Regions from separate parts of the Gossypium hirsutum genome. Here region 2 is linked to region 1. The links are chromatin contacts, called in public Hi-C maps. All regions are on one chromosome and are shown on one strand. The core of a region is the stretch at or near the end of the contact, and the rest is flanking DNA. Distances in the headings are between cores, read along the strand shown. Region 1 has its middle 9.0 kb from the start of LOC121204520. Region 2 holds the start of LOC107920311 (cytochrome P450 78A9).

The links. Hi-C and Micro-C count contacts between places; a contact is called where the count stands out from the background.
Region 2: a Hi-C map of leaf shows a contact between it and region 1, with 2.4 times the contacts expected there. The contact joins the promoter of LOC107920311 here to the enhancer-like site in region 1. A contact is called at or near these places in 8 of 34 Hi-C or Micro-C datasets (callus, fibers and leaf).

The regions. Positions count from the first base shown.
Region 1 is chrA08:99,732,277-99,735,596 of Gossypium_hirsutum_v2.1, reverse strand. No RefSeq gene overlaps it. Among protein-coding and RNA genes, the nearest start is that of LOC121204520, 9.0 kb to the right of the region's middle. Within about 2 kb of position 1,521, at least 9 of the 9 cell types and tissues checked have an H3K27ac peak or open chromatin away from gene starts, as enhancers often do. A contact at or near this core is called in fibers and leaf, where this site is marked.
Region 2 is chrA08:100,305,443-100,308,762 of Gossypium_hirsutum_v2.1, reverse strand. It overlaps LOC107920311 (cytochrome P450 78A9), which reads left to right and starts at 1,584. Exons shown (of 2, transcript XM_016849957.2): 1 at 1,584-3,135; 2 at 3,295-3,320. The coding sequence starts at 2,158.

The DNA.
Region 1 (3,320 bases), core at 272-2,771:
TTGTGATGCCTGACTATGGAAGAAAGCTGTATTTTTATCCCCTTGGCGCAACCAATTCGTTCTTGCTCTTTGTTCACAGTACATCTCCTCTTTTTTCATTTCCTAGTTTAAATTTAGCTTCACGTCAATCATCTCTATTAGAGTATCATCCTCCCTCGGTATTCCATCAAGTTCAACCAATCTTTCTCGAAGAAGTTGTGATCTCTTGACTCGGTTTCCCTTAATATTTTTCCTCATCTCTGTAAACCAATTCGGGTATGCTCAAGTTTATCCAATACACTGCCAGTTTTCTCCTTCCATAAATTCTTAACAACTTCTTCACATGAAGGCTCAGTTATCCACTATGATTCGAACTTGAATAGATTACCCCCATATTGTTTTACTTTTGACCTTGTTTGGATTAAAATTGGGCAATAATCAGAGAAAAAATGTGGTGGATGTTGTACCAAATAATAAAAAAATAAATTCAGCCATTCCGAATTTGCTACTCTCTTATTGAGCTGATCCCTTATGTTTGTATCCGCAAAATTACCTTTTTCCCAAGTAAATTTTTGTCCACTATATCCCATATCAGTTAGATCGCATTCTTCCAGGGTTTTTCGAAATTCCTCCGTCTACCTTTCGTCTCTTATTGCCCCTCCCATTTTCTCGTGTGCATACATGATCTCATTGAAGTCTCCACAGACACACCACGGTATTAAGCAATTGTTCCTTAGTCGGTGAAGTAGATTCCATGACTCTTGCTTGTTTGAATGACTGGGATTGCCATAAAATCTAGTGAATTGCCACGTATATGGATTATCTTCTTCCTTAATTTCCACATCAATATGATTTTTTGAATAGCTACAGACATGAACTAGATTGTTTCCATTCCATGCAAGACTTAACCCACCTCGCGAACCATTACCTGGAATATCCATCCCATTAAGAAAAAAGTTTCGTAAGGGGACTGGAGCAGGCTACCATGAGACAAAAGATCTTTCTAAAGAGATTCGATTCGCCACACCGTTTTCGAAGACGTTCCATTCAGATACAATCTAATTTTGTCTCCATTAAGAAGACCATTTGGGTTTTATATATCTTCAACGTGTGTTGAAGCCTTCGAAAAGCTTGAGGATTCCCCAAACCTCTGGCATTCTAGCATAGAATTTTCATTGGTTCCGGTTAGCTGGCCATTTGCCAGCCGCTGATATAATTTGTGAAAAAACATCTTCATCCTCTATAGACCTCATCATCTCCATTATTGTACTACCATCCAAATTTCCCTCATCAGTTCTTGGTTTTTTGTTATGTTTTCAGCTAATGGTCCAAAATCGGACGCTTCCTCTTGATGTAGTTTTCGTTTACCTATTGTAAGATCAGTCATATTTGAGTCGCTATTTCCCTTATGGTATAATCGGCGCCAGCTTCTTTTTTTGTGGCCCAATTGAAATATTTCTTTTGGATTAATGGGCCCTTTATCCTCAGATTTTTTTTATCATTTTCCGTAGCACAATACCAATTTATGATGGCCTGCTCCACCTCTATTGTAGGTCCCACTTATTAGAGTTTGCATTTAAAGTATCTGTTGTAGGGCACCAATTCTTTTTGGACTCTTCTTCCTCTTTTGTAGCCAAAACTTAGGGAGAAAAATTAGAATCTCTTTCTTCGGAATTTTCCTGTATTTTCTCCGTTTCCCACTTCCCGGAGTTCTTTATCGATCTAACTTCACTCTCCGGCCGACGATATGGAATAGACTTTTCTAGCAAAAGAGCATCTTCTTTTTTCCCCAGTTCCTCTCCCGCGTAAAAACATTGCTTCATTGATTTTTTCTGTATTGATCCAAAAATTAGACATTCTTTCCCTACCATGGAAGATTTTGCCTTAAGTGCTATTGAGAAAGGATGCTCATCATCTACCTTTATACGATCTTCCGGGCTTGTTTCCGAACATTCCTTAATCTCATTGCCCATTCTTCCGCAACCAAAATAGAAAGTTAGGAGATTTTCATATTTAAAGGATATCCATATTTTCATCCATATTTTCTCTTTCTCATTCGGAGAAACAAAGACACCCTTTCTTAATTATTTTTGAACATCTAGGTTAACTTTGATTCAACAGAATTCCCCTTTTATATCAGATCTAATAACTCCCCCAAAAGTAGATCCAATTGCATGCATCAAATCCTTTTTGTCACATTCTGGTGGACACGGGCCAACTTTCATCCAAAACAGGGAGAAGGTTAGTTGATTCTTGTTTCTCTCCAGAGGTTGCGTCAGTCTATCAAAAATGATTAATTGTTTTCGAATTAGCCATGGATGCCTTTCCAAGATCTGTTCCAAGGCCTCCTCATCTTTAAAAGAGATCGTAAACAGATTTTGCCCTGCGATAAGAATCTCGAACTTCTTTTTTGTTTTCCATATGCTTCGTAATTGTGCTCGCAAGCTATCTGGATTATATGTTTTCTTTGTACAAATAGAGCAGATCAGCGTCAGATTTTCTGATGGAGTTACTAATGAATTTTTCACCGTTAGTTGGATTAACTACTCCTCAAGGAGAGCAATTTCGTTTTTTTCGTCCTTCGATTCGAAGACACTGCTCATCTTCTTCCCAACCACAGTACTCGCTGTTTCTTCGGGAAGTTCAATGAGAGCACTCTTGACTCCTTTTTTCTATTGAGTTTTTTAAAGTTCAGACTGTTTTTAAAATCTTAAAAATCTGAAAAAGTGGTCGTAATAAGATTACACTCTATATTATAGCATCTCGATATTGTTTAAGAATATAAGATTACTAAATAATTGGAATATTGAGAATCCAAACATTCTAATCTTATTTCGAAATATTACACTATAAGTTGTATGTAATATTCGATCAACGAGACCCCCTAAATGTTACAATAAATCCTATTTTATTTTCATGTTTTAACACTAGCCACTCTTCTCATATTTCTCTCTTCCCTCTTTGCTCATTTCTATTTGCACGTTGTTTTGCTATTTTCATTGTTGTTTGCTTACAAACAATAGTAAAAACATTTGAATTAAAGAAAATAATTATTTAAATAAATAATAAATAATTACATCAATAATAAAAAATATCATGATATATTATTTAATTAGTAAAATTACAATTTAACCTATTTTTAAAATTTTTATGAAAATGAAATAATTTAAACTTCAATTATGTACCATTCTTTTCCTAGTATCCTTAATAATTATTTTTTATTCTCACATGCCCATTATAAAAGTAATTAAATCTATTCACATATTTTACAACTGATTGTAATATCATTACTATAATATTTAATCTCATGCTATAATAACTAATTTTATTACTATTGTTGT
Region 2 (3,320 bases), core at 335-2,834, 570 kb before region 1:
GTGTGCACACCATAAATATATTAGTACTTGATAATCGCACTTACCTTGATCAATTTATTAATTAGTTTAGTGTAATGTGAAAAAATTTTTAGTATAAATTAAATGTTAAAGAAATATACTAGGAATACTCATTATAATATTTCTATGGGGGTAATAAAATAGTTATTCAAAATTGGAAGATTACGCAATCTATAGTTTTTATCGAAATAATCAAATGATCCGCTCGGTCTGGTTTTTGGTTCATTAAAAAGCTGTGTAATTAGCTTCGAACTGCTGTCTTTTTATTAATATTTAAGGAACCTCATTTCCATGTTATTATTATTATTATTATAATCTGATGCTTCACCGAATGGTGAGAAGAGTAATTTAGTACACATTAAGATTAATTCATTTCTTTGGCTGCTATCTCCGACAATTTGCATTATTTTCCCTTTTTGAATGAAAATAATTAGTGAGTGGTGGGTCAAGTTTAGTCAACTGAACTGTTTCCTCCTACTACAATAGATTTGATTTATAATTATTTTACACCTTTATTTTGCCTAATTCAGTACATTCACTCAACAAATATTCTTAATTGACCAAATACCATAAACTCAGCATATCACTTATGGTTTTTTTTTTTTAGACAAAATGTAAGACCCTTTTGATATATATTTCTCATTCACAAAATTTGAACTGCATTAAATTTTTACAGCTCCATAACAACTTTTGATATTAAGTTCTTGTGACATTGACCATGGTTTAGTCTTTGGTATTGGTCTTGCCCTTTCTAGGAAACTGAGAAATTGAAAAGGCTTCAAGCTTTTGAGTGTTGACTACCTGATTGCTTCAAGCCAAACAAGATCAACGGTCAGGGATTGGTCATACTGCAACTTCAAAAATCCAGGACGTTCAATAACTGCCACGTGAACAGCATATTTATTCCAGAGTTTGACAACTATAACCATGTATCCAAGACACATGGACGGTGATAAATGCAAACAAAGCATGGGCATTAAAGGGAATAGGAGAGGGAAGCGAGAAGCAGGAGTTGTCACCATCAGACATTGCATGAAAGGAACACGTGTCGACAAGCCAGGCGATGGTTGAAATACGGTTTTTGGTGTTTGTGGGAAGGGATTTAGATATGGGCGTATTTAAGCCATCGCTGGGTGTCATGTTTTTTTTTTTTATTTACGCCTAAAAGCAGTGAATGATGGTAGAAGGCATGGGTGTCATGTGCTACAGTTGCTTTGCCACCCGACAACATCCGTCCACACGACCCCCTCGTGTCATTCCTTGGTAACTTGAACATTTTTAACACCCATGTTAACTTGTCCGAGGAATTTGTCCTCTTCACGCGCCACCCTTTTAATTTTCATCATCTATTTCTCAATCTTTGTATAAAATAAAGATTACAGTTCAGTATACCAAACTCATGTGTCCATATTCAATTTATTTTTAGTACACTACAAAGGAACATTTCTTGGTTGGGATTGAAAATGACATCATCAAAACTAGTAAATCAATATTTCTCTTCCTCCCAACCTTTTTGTTCGTTACTTCATTCTATCAAAAAGGTTCAACGAGGGAGCATTCTTGAAAATCATTTTTTTTTCATTACTGATTCATATATATATTACACAAAATAGTGGGTTAAATAATTATGTCACGCTAACGTTGAGGAATTTTTATTGGTTTCACACTCCACAATTGGGCCTCAATCTAGGGCTCATTTGCATAGTCCAGAATAGGTCAACCCAATTTCTTTTAGCACATATTTATTCATTTTGTGCGGTCTAGTTCCCGACATATAAACGTCAGCCACTAAGCACACGATCCCAGGAAATAAGGGTGTGTTTCCACGCGCTCCAATGTCGGAGATATCTTTTCCCTGTACTCCGTCATGCAATCGTGGCGGCGCAACTACTTTATATAAAGAAAACGAAATTACGGTGTTCTTAAAATACATTTAAAAAACATTCAAGATTTTACCACAAATATCGGCATTTGGCAGTATTTCTCCCGTAAGGAGGGTTATTGATTTTGTGACCGTCTAAGCGCATCCGCCCCTGTATAAATAGCATCCGCACTCATTAGTGTTTACACCCTAAAATATAAAAGCCAGCATCCTTGTACTCCCCTTGTTTCAATTCCCAGAATCCAGCCTCCAACGCCATGAGAAGTGAGATAGAGAGTGTTTGGGTGTTTGCCCTTGCATCCAAATGGCGAACCTTTTCTCAAGAAAGCTTTGCATGGTCGATTTTCATCATTCTTCTTGCCTGGCTAATCATGACCCTTGTCTACTGGGCTTACCCTGGTGGCCCAGCCTGGGGCAAGTACAGGATCGTGAACCGTTCCTCACTTACTGCTGCTAACAAGAGGAGAATTCCAGGGCCTAGAGGTTTGCCTCTAATAGGCAGCATGAAGCTGATGGCCAGCTCCTTGGCTCACCACCGGATTGCGGCCGCAGCAGAAGCATGCAAAGCCAAGAGGCTAATGGCCTTTAGCCTGGGTGACACTCGTGTTATCGTCACGTGCAATTCGGATGTAGCGAGAGAGATTCTCAACAGCTCTGTGTTTGCTGATAGGCCGGTAAAAGAGTCGGCTTATAGCTTGATGTTCAACAGAGCAATCGGGTTCGCACCTTACGGGGTTTACTGGCGAACCCTGAGGAGAATCGCGGCTACGCACCTTTTCTGTCCTAAGCAAATCAGAGGTGCCGAGGAACAGAGACGCCAGATCGCCTCTGAAATGGTCACCTTATTTGCTCTCCATAACCAAAGCTTCCACGTCCGCCAACTGCTCAAACGAGCTTCTCTAAACAACATGATGGCTTCAATATTCGGACGAAAATATAACTTAAATTCCACCAGCAATGAAGTCGAACAACTTCGAGCTTTGGTTGAAGAAGGCTACGATTTACTGGGCTCATTAAATTGGTCCGACCATCTTCCATGGCTAGCCGATTTCGACCCTCAAAAAATCAGAGTTCGATGCTCCAACCTTGTGCCCAAAGTTAACCGCTTTGTGGCCCGAATTATATCCCAACACAGACACAAAACAAACTGCGAAACACAAGATTTCGTCGATGTTTTACTTTCTCTTCAAGGTGCCGATAAAATATCAGACTCCGACATGATCGCCGTTCTGTGGGTGAGCTATACTATAATAATTACTATTCGTCACATGTGTAATAGTATTTTTTGTCCAAACAAGTTCACTAAATTACAAATCAAATAATAATAATATTTCTGGTACTGAATACGTACGTACGGTCTTTTTTTCTTTTTTTTTTAATGTGTGTGTGTGTAGGAAATGATATTCAGGGGAGCTGATAC